Linked DNA regions of Sus scrofa: regions 1 and 2 are each linked to region 3. The links are chromatin contacts, called in public Hi-C and HiChIP or PLAC-seq maps. All regions are on one chromosome and are shown on one strand. The core of a region is the stretch at or near the end of the contact, and the rest is flanking DNA. Distances in the headings are between cores, read along the strand shown.

Region 1 (3,817 bases), core at 1,189-3,688, 850 kb after region 3:
ATAGATCATGAATACTTTATTTTTAAAAAGCATATACTTTGAAAGTGAAAAGATTTTCTTTGACCTAATAAGCAATCTTGATTCCTTCTCCAGCTTCTCCGAGATAGAACTACTTTGGATGAATATCCTTCCAGAATTCATGGATATTCTTATGTATGATTCTATGAGTCCATGCAGAATATACCATTGTTTATATGTTTTTTAATGCAAATGCCATAATAATGCATAGAATATTCTGAAACATGCTTATTTCCCCTAATGTTTATTTTTATTTTTATAGTTGATTTATTATGTCATTATAGTTTCAGATGTACAACATAGTGATTCAAATATATATATATATATATATATATATATATATATATATATATACTTTTTCGGATTCTTTTCCCTTAGAGTTTATCACAAAAATAATGAGTATAGTTCCCTGTGCTACACAGTAGGTTGTTGCTGGTTACCTATTTTATATACAGTAGACATTTTAAAAATGAGGGAAATTTCTGACCTAAAGGCAAGTACAACAGAGCTTAACATGTATGTACATGTTAAGATTATATCCCCTATATAATTCCTTAACATGTTGCTGTGAGCTGGCCTCATTGTTACCAAGAGTCTTGACTCAGTCCTTTTAACTGCTCTGGAGTATTCCAAATCACAGTATATTTATCCATTCCCTTGTGATGGACATTTAGATTGCTTCCAAGTTTTTACTGCTGCAAACAATGGATTTAATGAACGTTACTTATACTTGGTTCCTTGAGTACACAAGCAAATGTTTCTCTGATGCAGCAACCTTAAATCACCATCTTTTTTCAGCAGACATTCCGTCTTCCTCCATTCCCTCCTCCTCCACCAAGACAAAAATAAACACCACTGAGAGGATGCTGCTTGGGCTCTTTGACACCCAGGTCTGACACACAGGTCAAACCGAGTGCAGTTATTAAGGACCACTTGTTACCACCAAACAGAGCAGTTCCAAGAAGAGAGGTCACCGCCCTCCAATCTTTGACTTCCATCCTGAGTTGAAGATGACCCTTCAGGAAAACATGCGGTGAAAAGTGGTTTTGCCCTCTGAGCCAACAGAAAATTGGCCTCTGAGGTGACTTGTAACGGGATTTTGTCAGCCGTGAGCAGAACTGCACGGGTTCCTACGAGGCATGGGATTCAGAGTCGTAATAGAAAACATTTATTTGGCTCCAACTAAACATCCTAACACATGTTAGCATTTGCTGCCAATATGCTTCCTAATTAAGAGCTACATAAAATCATAGGAAATCCTGTATCCTGTCTTCATGCACTTTTCATGTATCTCTTGTTCCCTGGCCTTATTTCTCAAGTATTGCTACCACACACCCACCCACACACACACACACAAAACAGGTTGATTCAAAAGTCTTGTTTTGCCAACCATGCAGTGTGGTGTCATTAACAAGATTAATGTACATTCCAAAACTCACCACCATGCCTTTTTTTTCATCCTAAAACAAATGCTGCTATTAAAAACTAATTTAAAAAGAAAAGAGCTAATAAGCACCCCCCCAATAAAAGAACAACCCCTTCATTGGTAAAGTGTTGCCTGTAACTGATATAAAACTTCAAAATGTTTTTTAAAAATATCTTCTCTCTTGGATTGTCTGGACTATTGACCATGTTGGTATATTTTATCATGTTGAACGGATTTCAAGATGAAGGACAGACTAGAGTCTGGTTTTCCTCTTGGGTCTTCCTTAAATTAATGCTAATTTCATCTGAAAATATTTAGAGATAGACCTGTAAATCCTAAGCCATCACTCTCCCATTATATGCAGTAGGCATAAGGTGATTACTGCACAGATAGAGATATGTATGATAACTCTAATTAAGGCTAGGATTTGTGTGAGTTACACTTAGAAACACTTGTTTTATCAGTTTGGATGTAGTCTTTGACCTTACATAGCCAAACTAATTGCTTCCTTTCCCTACCATAAGGCAGAAATTAAAAATCAAACAAAACAAAACAAAAAACAGAAGAAGAAGAAAAAAAAAGACCACTCCAGTCCATTATAAATTTCTCCCTCTAATTCTATTTTGTTTTCCCATACACTGAAATAGACTCTGAAATGGCACAAAAGAAATGAAGCCTGGGCCTGAAAAGTTATCTTTTTCCATAGGACACATTAATGATTTTCAGAATTAATTTTTTTTTTTTTCAAATGAAACGCACATGCTCTCATTGCCCCTTTCCTGAGATGGCTTTGCACTCGTCTTCGTCTTTTTCCCCCTTCCAAATCTATTTATTTCTTGTTGTTCTTGGCCCGTCCTCACTTTCCATTTTTCATGATTAGTTCTTTATGATCGTGTGTTTCCTTTTTCTCCCCGCCGTGGCTGCCGGCCAGTTCTCTTCCAGCACTTGAACTTCCCTTTGCTAATGAAACAAGAGCTGCCTCCCTCCCTGGCTTTTGCCATCCAGCTGTTTCCTTTTTAAAATATACACTCATCTTTATTCAGTGAAGTTCCTGGGCAAACCTGACTTCTTTCACAGAAGAGTTAATAATCACAGGAGGAACTAAAAAGGTTTTAGGAGAAAGGCATATCTGGGAAATTTTGAGAGTGGGTGGAAGGAGGATAAGTAGAAACTAAGTTTATTTTTGAAAGGTTCTGGGGGGAAAGAAAAAAAAAAGAACAAAGAACTGGGTCCATAATGTTTTATTCTTTGGGTGCTCTGGATGGCAAGTTGGTCCTGGAGGTCTCCCACACCTACACGGCATCTTAAAGTTCCCACTTCGCTTGCTTCACCTCTTGTGGCCACTTGAAAGTAGCCTAACCACGTCGGCAGACCTGAGTTGTATAGGATTAGGTGGTGAAAAGGTGCCAACTTGAGGTTCAGTCTGCCAAGTCAAGTCAATTTACTGTAATGCTTTGATTGTTCAACTTGGCTTTAATCCCTCTTCCATCTCCATCGTGCCCTTGACATCATGGAAATTACCACCCAAAGTTAATGTCATCAGATGAACCCCGCTAACTATTTCAGAGAAGGGTTCCTGAACAAAACAACCTGTTTACTTCATAAGCTTTCAGATCCACCCCCCCCCAAAATATTTCCAGAAAAATGAATAAGCCCAGAGGTATCCTCTTACAACTGGAGAGTGACTAATTCTTTTTTCTGTATTATAACTGATAAGACCTCATGTGACTGGAAATGAATACGTATTCTACCCAAGCATCAGTTGAGTATTTGTATGAAAGGCTTAATTGATTAGATAAAGAGGTTTATTAGATTAAGAGCTTTGAGTTTAAAAAAAAAAAAAAAGTCCTCTTTTAAAATCTGAGGAACTCTCCCTTCTCTAAAAATGTTTTTCCTGATATAAGATTTCCAAAGGAATAATTTTTCCAACAGAAATAGAAAAGAAACAAAAACATAAAGGGGTAAAAAAAAGCAAGAAGGAAACCAAAAAAAAAAAAAAGGATCACAAGAAAAAAATCGTAACAATGTGTGGTGGTGGATGTTAACCAGACTTATTGTGGTGATCATTCTGCAATATATACAAATATCTAATCATTATGTCATACACCTAAAATTAATACAACGCTTTTTGTCAATTATTTCTCAGTGAAAATGTACTACCATGTGAGATAATCTTATTTGGAAACAATTATCAGGTGAGATAAAAATTAGCATTTTCAGTGGAAAGAAATGCGATTATAATAACTTAATACAGTGTGGATCTTCACCAATTACAAGTACTTTCGTAGATAGATGGATAGATACTCACACTTGAACTTCACAGTAACCGCATAAGACAGGGAAAGTTAGGGTCTTTGATAACAAGCCTTGAAA
Region 2 (3,816 bases), core at 444-2,943, 740 kb after region 3:
ATACTCTGGGTAGATGGGGCAGAATTCCTTCACAACATGACAACAATAGCAACAATGACCACATGGGACTTCCAGGCCTGCAGCCTTGGATTCTGGATCAAGGGACTCTGACAGAGTCACAGCACCTCTCCAGGTTGGATCTTCTTATTTGCACAGCAATATGGCTGACAAACAGGTCTAGAATTCAAGGTAAAATGAAACAGTAAATAATTCTGCTGGAATTCAGGTGGCAAATAGCAAGGAGGAGGTGAGAAGATGCCTTTAATTAAAGGAGTAGCTAAAGTTTATTTTGTTGGAAATTTCTAGATGCTTCCAAAACAGTGCTGTCTAAATTTCCCTAAACCACTCCAAGCCATCTTTAAACTGTTTGCAGAATGGCCATTCCCAGGCAAAGTCGTTTCAAGCCAGTTCAGCTCCGCAACACAGATCTCTGCCTTTTCATATCAAAGGGGGCTTCCTGCTGAGTTTGTTTACACCATTAAATTTCCTCAAATGTAAAGCCGGGAAAATTTTTCCAGGTGTTCAAATTCCTAGAGGGTGGGGAGAGTGCCGAGCACTATATTAGATCAATACCACGCTAGAGTGAAACACAAAGAACCTTTTTCACGGTGTTGCCCCCTCTGGAGATCCCTCTTTCGGAGGCAGTCTTGGCAGGGCCCGCAAGGCTGCCTGTCACTCTCCTGTAATACCAACTGCCGGACCCACCAGGGCGGTCCCCGGAGTTGTGCTGCGGCAGCCTTGCAGGGCCGAACCCGGCCTGGATCCGACCTGCGGGCAAGGTGCAAGATGGCGGGATGGGGCGCACCTGCCCCGCTCACCTAGTACCTGGGTTCGTTGCTGGCCTCCTAGCGCAAGGGATCGGCAGGCTGCCTCCAGAAACCCAATTTAAATAAGGAAGGATTGAGATTCCTAGGAGAGCTCCGGGTTGATATCAGAGAGAGAGCCTGGGCTTCTCCCAGCCAGGTGAAAAGAGCTGGCAAGGTCACCCATTCAGTCACCAGGTGGTGCATTTAATTTAAAAGGAGTGTTAACCTTGTTTATACAAAATAACACCAATATGCAGAGAAGCAGTAAATCCATTGTCGTTAAACAGCGGGGAGCCGCTGGCGCTGGCAGCCTGCCCGCCGGCGACGTGAACTCGGCTGGCACCGGGCGGGGAGCGCGCCGGCCGGGGCCAGGCCTGCGATCCTGCTGGCCTCGCAAGAGAAGGCCAGAGCTGTGCCCTTTCCGCCCTCCAGATGACTCTTTGCATTCTTGTCAAATATATTTAGAACAAGAGGTGTCCACTTAAAGAGAAACATTTGTTAATCACTTAAATGCAGGCGTTTGGCAGCCCTCCAGTTTCACCTTTATAAATATGTAGGATCGGTTTCCAGCTAAGCAGGGAACTCCTGGGCAAGTTCTCATTTCTCTCCGCGTCCCCTCGAATTGACCTAAGGTGAATGTCCCTAGCACCTTATTAATTTTCTATCCCAGGGGGCTTTCCGGAGCCAGTACCAGCCTTCTATCTGCGCGTTGACGGAGATAAATAAATGATGCACGCTAGAAAGAGAAAGAGAGGGGTGTTTCTTTAAGCAAGGGACAGATTAAAGTGAAATTCCTGTTGACGGAGGCGCTGGTGTCGTCGACATCCTCCTTGTTTACCAGCAGCTGTCCCCGTTTAATGACACTCTGATAACTCACGGAGGCTGCCCTGCGGTAGGGGGTGAAGCAGATAAAGGGGCCTCTGTTTAAACAGTCCAGTCCTCGAGCCCGCTCCTCCTAACTTCCCTTCATTTAACGATCGGGGAAACTGTTCAGAAGAGGCAAACTCCGGGTGCAGACGTTTTTACTCTCCTGCTTTTGGAATCCGTAACCTAAAAACCGCGGCTGTCCTGGCCAGCCCTCTGCTGAGCTGATGGTTATTCCAGGAGTGGAAGCTGAGGAGGGGAGAGGCGGGGAGGTGGAAAGGCAGCTGATGGGCCAGGTGAGAAGGTCAGCGCTAGGTGTCTTGAAGAACTCTGCATTTTTCTTTCTTTTTTAAAAAACAGTGATGTTCCCTATCCCTCCACCCCTCCCCATACAAGTCTTCCTAAACGAACAAGTCAGGGACAAGGTTGCCGATTTACTGTTCTTTAAGGGCTGATTCAGCATTAGGAGTTAATCACATTAAAAAAAAATCACTTTTAATTCTTGGAACAGTCTCCATAAGATTGTAACGTTGCAGAGGACCTTGCGGGCATCCAAGCTAACATTCTGATCTTGCAGCTGAGAAAGCAGGTGCTGGGGAGGCTAAGGGGTTTGCCTAAAGTCACTCAGAAGTTCTACCGCAGAATGGAGGCTGAAACCCAGCTCCCAACCCATCATTCTTTTCAGACAGTGTAATATTATACAATATTATACATATTTTATAATATAGCTATATAATATATTTTATAACATATACACATCAGGTTAAGTAGAGGGAATTTAAAGAGATACACATGTATCTTTATTTAAATGTATATATTTTCAAAATTTCCTCTTTCTGTCCTGATGCAAACAGCAGCCATGGAATGTGTTTCGCCCTGAGGGGGAGCCAAAGCCCTTACCTGGCTCAGGTCCCAGCCTGGTCCATCCTTGGGCTTCTCTAAGACACACCTCTACCCTGCTTATTTCATGAATACAATCCATTTAAAGATCAACAGACCTGGGATCTCATAATCTCTTTCATGCTCTAACCAGTCAAGCACACATACCTCCAATAAAGCAAACACAGAGAAAAAATTCATTTCTGCTTTTAAAAAAAATGAAGATTATGTGAAACAAATGATCTTACGTCCATTCATTTCGATTTTGTCACCCATAGGATGTCCCATATCCAACTCCAGAAATTTTGAGACAAAAACATAAATACAAGGCAGGTAAAGTGTTTTGAGATATTTGGAAGAAAGATGTAAATGTTTTTGTCTATGTGGTCTCTTCAGGAAAATTCTTTACAGTATTTTTAAAGATAAGTACTATCCTGCAATACAGTGGCCTCCAATAACATGAGGTTCATCACTTATATTTTCAAACTATACTGACTCCTCAGTTTTGTCTTTATAGCAAGGTATGATAAAATTGTTTTTTTTTTCCTACAGAATTTAAAGTTAGCTTAATAATCTTTTTATGCCATTTCCTTAATGATCAGTCGTGTCCCCCTAAAGGCCTGTGTTAAAGTCCTAATGCCGAGTACCTCAGAAAGGGATCTTGCTTGGGACACGGTCTGTATTTATAGAGGTAATTAAGTTAAGATGAGATCATCAGAATGGGTCCTAACCCAGAATGACTGCTGTCCTTATACAAAAGGGAAACTTGGACACAGAGATGCATATAGAGGGAAGATGTGAAGAGACACAGAAATGTATTCCTGTGGCCAAGGTGACAGGCCTGGAACAGAACCAAAACTTCCAACACCTTGATTTTAGACTTTGGTCTCCAGAGTTGTGAGGCAACAAATTTTGGCTGTCTAAGCCACCCAGTCTTTGGTATCTTCTTACAGAGCTCTAGAAAATGAATAAACCAATCAATTGTAACCATCTCAACAACTTTAACTATCTTCTAGAATCAATATTTCAAAGAGTAAAAAATAAATTTAAGTGGCTTAAAATTATTTTTAAACTGTTATATGTAAATGGGAGTATTAACAGAACTAATACTTATTATACATCTACTACATCCGGGGTAGGGCTTGGGGATCTTGATGTATTTTTGTTCATTTTACATATATAACCATGAATACTTAGGAAATAAAATTTTATCTAATTCAACAGAAGTACATTTTGTGTAGTAAGAACATTTACAGTAAACATGAGT
Region 3 (4,225 bases), core at 91-2,590:
AGAACATGAGAATCGACCTTGCAATAATGTACAGGCTAAGAACGCTCTATTTACATATGTAGGTTATTTAAAATATGTCTTGTTAAATAAATATTTAAAATACCTCTTTATTTAGCTTATAAACTGTTTGGACTGAGGCTGCAGTGTGACTCGCAGAATGTTCGAAAGAGTGAGAGAGTTACCATAGATTTTCATCTCTTCCTGACCTGCAATTTTTCCCCTCTCTCTCTGGCAGGCCTCTTTAAGGCAAATAACAACATGAACTTTCTTGCCATCAAAATATGTAATATTGGTAGAAAGATGATCTTTGGAAAACTGTAAAACTCACCTTTATCTTGAGGGCAGGTACTAAGAACAAGGGATGTAGGCATAAATTAACCACAGTCGTCAAGACCACCTCTTAGAGAGCAGTGAAGTAGACAGGAAGTATGGGAAATGAATGATTTCACAGCAAAATGTTCTCCCTGCTCTGAGGTTGTTTGTCCAGTCCAGAGTTATTTTTAAAGGAGAAGAAAATGAAATACAGAACTTAGAGTTATCCACGTCGCTTGAGTCAGCACAAACTCATGATTTCAAAACAACCGTAATGAGAACACGCATGGTAAGGACGACGGTGTTGGGGGAGACAAACGCTGTACTTTGCAAGAGAAATAAGCTCAGCGTCAGTCCAAGACCAAGCTAGGCATTCAGTTTATTTTAGGTGCTCGAAAGTTAGTTTTTTCCTGGAGCGAATGTCTCTATACCTGAAACCGCCCAGTTTTCGCCAAAGCATGTTTGTTCCCTGCAATCTGGAATCACAAACTTAATCAGTTGTTGATCCACCAGGGGGAGCAGTTCACCAGCACAAAACAAACCTTCCCCAAAGGAAGTCGGGGAAGGCGCCTCTTCCTCTCAGTTTACACAGCGGACAAGGACCCTGATTTTTATCGGTTCTACTAGATGTGGCGCTCCTCTGCCTAATACTCATTTCATGTGCCTAACCCTATGCTGGTGGGATACATATTGTTCCTTTGTGGACACGTATACCCACAGCAGATTTTAAAGTAGGACTGAGAAATCAGACCTTGTGCTTTGTAGAAATTCCTTGTTTTATTATAGGAAATACAGTCCCTGCTTCTCCAGCAGCTTATATGGACAAAACCAATAGATTTGTCAAACTATTTATTCAATCCTTATTCTCCGATCTTCAGTCTGGTGTGTGTGTGTGTGTGTGTGTGTGTGTGTGTGTGTGTGTGTGTGATTCTCGCAGCTCTTGAAGCCAGGCAACTACCACAGCTTGCTGACAGCACAGCTTCTTTCCTCAGCCCTTTCCCTTTCCTTTGGCCAGGGCCCTGGGGCTGGGCAGGAAGACAGCTGTCAGAGAAAGGTCCGTGTTGATGATAAACTCTTTGTGTGCAAGTTCAGGCTTTGTACCAGCCTGTCCAAACAAAACAGCTGTGGACTTCAATGGACCTGTGTGTGGGTAGAGAACCCCAAGTTTGTTAATGTAGAAAGACAACCAGAAGTGTATACCAGCTCCTAACGTGCTTTTCAAATGGTTTTGAAATCCACAGAAGGAATTCCCCTAGGAAAGCCTAGTTTTAATTTTAATAAGGTCAGTTCCTTATCCTAAACCTCTTTCCTGGTCCTTCAGCATCCTAAATCTTTTTATGGCTCCTTAAATTCCTTGTCCATTTAATATTTTTCCCTGGTAGTTTAAGGGGTAGGCTCTGGGTCTACAGCTTCACCATCACCAGGGAACTTGCTAGAAATGCAGAACCTCAGACCCTATCTTAGACCTGCTGAATCAGAATCTGCCTCTTAACACAACCCCAGGTGATTGGAGAACATGTTGAAGGCTGACACTCTGCTCACAGACAGCCTGGTCTCTGGATGGGCCTCCTTCTGTTAGGACATAGATAAGATACACAGATCTACGCATTCTTCTAAACAGAATGTGTAGATGTCAAGGTCATTACATGATCTTATGATACATGCAACCAACTCTTGAAGCAGCAGTCTTGAGAGTTCAGTCTTTCAAGTTAAAAAAAAGAAAAAAATCTTAGCTTCCAACCTCAGGTCGGGCACTTGCCAGCTCTTCCTATCCTCATTTGTACCTCATAAGTATTAACTCTATTGTGGAGATTAAATGAACACCTGACACTCAAAAGATCCCATTGTTATTCATCTTTCCCTTCAGAATTGAGTTTTCAATCTATGAATATTATTCAGTGATTTGATTAACTTTTTTCCATCCAACTTTTCTATTCTTTTATTTTTCTGCTATTTTTAAAAATGTGTTTTATTACTTCTGAAGAAAACATGGGGAAGGAATAGTGAATCTCAAGTCTGCCTATGTATTTACTAATTAGTTGCTTTGTTGAATGATTTTTGAAGAGGAAAAAGTTGAAAAAGCTGAAATAATCATTTAGGATTTTTGATGAAATTCCAAGACCTATCTTTAACATTGTTATATCTAGGATAATTGAAGGAGGGAGAAATTCATTCTTGAAAACAAAATAGAAAATATCCCCTTTAAATACCTAAAGATGAGGGAGAAACAAGCTGAATTCCAAGAAGCACATCTGTTAATCCTATCATGGGAACACTGTCACAGCTGGATGGAGTGAGTGACAGGTATTTGTGCTGTAGTACTGTGACATATATTTTTCCATATCTTTGAAGATCAGGATTTGAGGAGCCGTACTCTATAATGCTCATTTTCTTTCTGGCCCTTCCTTTATCATATTCTTTGGCAAAAGTGTAAAGTGATATTCTGAATTTGGGCCCAAAGTCACTGGAAGGTAAAAGTCACCTGGTTATCCACTCGCTACATCACCAAATTAGATGTACTCTCTTCTTAAGAGAATCAGTTATGCAGGACATGGGCTTTCTTTTCTGACAAGAGTAGAGGTTTCACATGGTAGGTGAGAGGGAAAGCTGGTCTCAAGCTGATGTCCAAATTTCCCTCAGGCCTGACCAGGACCTCCTCATCTTTCCTGCAACGAGGATCCTCTGAGGCACTGGGGGTGGGCTGCGGGTGGGGAGGGGGTGTGGAGAAGAGGGGCAGGGCGATGCTGAATTTGAACACTTTGGAAGGGGGAGCTTGACTTGCAGCAGGGAAGCTCCTCTCCGGAGAACTTTTGATAGTTTTCCCCAAGATCTTCTTTCCTGCCCTTCCAGATGGTCTTCCTCATACTGTTTCCTCTCCAGGGTCTCCCATTCAGTTTTCAAAGGAAACAGCTACATTCCAAGGAATGAACTGAAGAGAAGCACATCCTTGTTATTCCAGACCAACTTCAAAGTGTCCTATAGATTTAATCAAATGTAAATGCTTGGTTATTTACTCTCCACCCCTAAACTAACTCCTTGTTTTATTCTAAAGGCCAGATAAATTCATCCATATTTTGGGTATACTCCAGGACATCACATCTAATCAATGTGAATTTCCAAATATTCAAGGGAATTTCAAACAGATGAAATGGGATGATCTTCCCCACCACACATATCCTAATTTCTATTATAAATTTCTGTGAGATGTAGCAGTGGCAATGCCCAATTCTTTTAAGAATATCCAATTTAGTAGAACTACATCTTGTCTAGAAATGAAGGAAGAGGCTGGAAAATGGTCCTCATCTTATTTCAAACTTGTGGCCAACACCCAAGGGGGTGAGATCCTCAGGCTTGGTAAGAGAATGGGAGATACCAGGTCTAGCCTGACCTGGTTTGCCTAAACCCACAGTCCAAAAGATGAGCTCTTCTGTTGCAAAGCACTAGCAATGATTTAGGTGTAAGAACTCTGTGAAATGGAAGTTTTTTTTTTGCTCTCAAGAACACAGATCTTTCAGTTCCTCCTGGGCTTCTTAATTTTTACAACCGTCATCAAGGAAGAAAAAGTTCTTTTCTCTCTTGTCAAGCACTAATACACAAGCTGAATAATTAGTCTGAGTTATCGCTGCTCTTGTTTTAAGCCATGTAGCCACATTCACAAATATCAAAGTACTTTGCAAGATGAAAACAACCTCAGACATGTAGGAGTGAAGTACTGCCAACATCTAGGAGAGAAAATAAAATGTCTTTCATTCTTTCATTCCATCTCTGGACCAAATTTTTTGGAGAGAAACTTTTACTGGAATGGGGCGAAAATATGGGAAGTCTGAATATAGCCCATAACTGGCTTTAATTAATGTCCTTTTTGGCCTTCCGAAAAAAAAAATTAAAAAGAGTATCCAAACAGTGAGAGGGC

Evidence for each region. A called contact is a pair of places that touch in the nucleus more often than the background predicts. HiChIP or PLAC-seq counts read pairs in DNA pulled down with a chosen protein or histone mark.
Region 1: a Hi-C map of omental adipose tissue shows a contact between it and region 3, with 1.6 times the contacts expected there. The contact joins two enhancer-like sites. A contact is called at or near these places in 2 of 47 Hi-C or Micro-C datasets (embryonic fibroblasts and omental adipose tissue) and 1 of 2 datasets of contacts at active chromatin or transcription factors (skeletal muscle).
Region 2: a contact with region 3 is called in an H3K27ac HiChIP or PLAC-seq map of skeletal muscle, with 4 times the contacts expected there. The contact joins two enhancer-like sites. A contact is called at or near these places in 1 of 47 Hi-C or Micro-C datasets (embryonic fibroblasts) and 1 of 2 datasets of contacts at active chromatin or transcription factors (skeletal muscle).

What each region holds. Positions count from the first base shown.
Region 1 is chr7:83,246,317-83,250,133 of Sscrofa11.1, reverse strand. No RefSeq gene overlaps it. Among named protein-coding and RNA genes, the nearest start is that of NR2F2, 160 kb to the right of the region's middle. Within about 2 kb of position 2,438, at least 9 of the 83 cell types and tissues checked have an H3K27ac peak or open chromatin away from gene starts, as enhancers often do. A contact at or near this core is called in omental adipose tissue and skeletal muscle, where this site is marked.
Region 2 is chr7:83,351,463-83,355,278 of Sscrofa11.1, reverse strand. No RefSeq gene overlaps it. Among named protein-coding and RNA genes, the nearest start is that of NR2F2, 260 kb to the right of the region's middle. Within about 2 kb of position 1,693, at least 29 of the 83 cell types and tissues checked have an H3K27ac peak or open chromatin away from gene starts, as enhancers often do. A contact at or near this core is called in skeletal muscle, where this site is marked.
Region 3 is chr7:84,094,331-84,098,555 of Sscrofa11.1, reverse strand. No RefSeq gene overlaps it. Among named protein-coding and RNA genes, the nearest start is that of MCTP2, 870 kb to the left of the region's middle. Within about 2 kb of position 1,340, at least 28 of the 83 cell types and tissues checked have an H3K27ac peak or open chromatin away from gene starts, as enhancers often do. A contact at or near this core is called in omental adipose tissue and skeletal muscle, where this site is marked.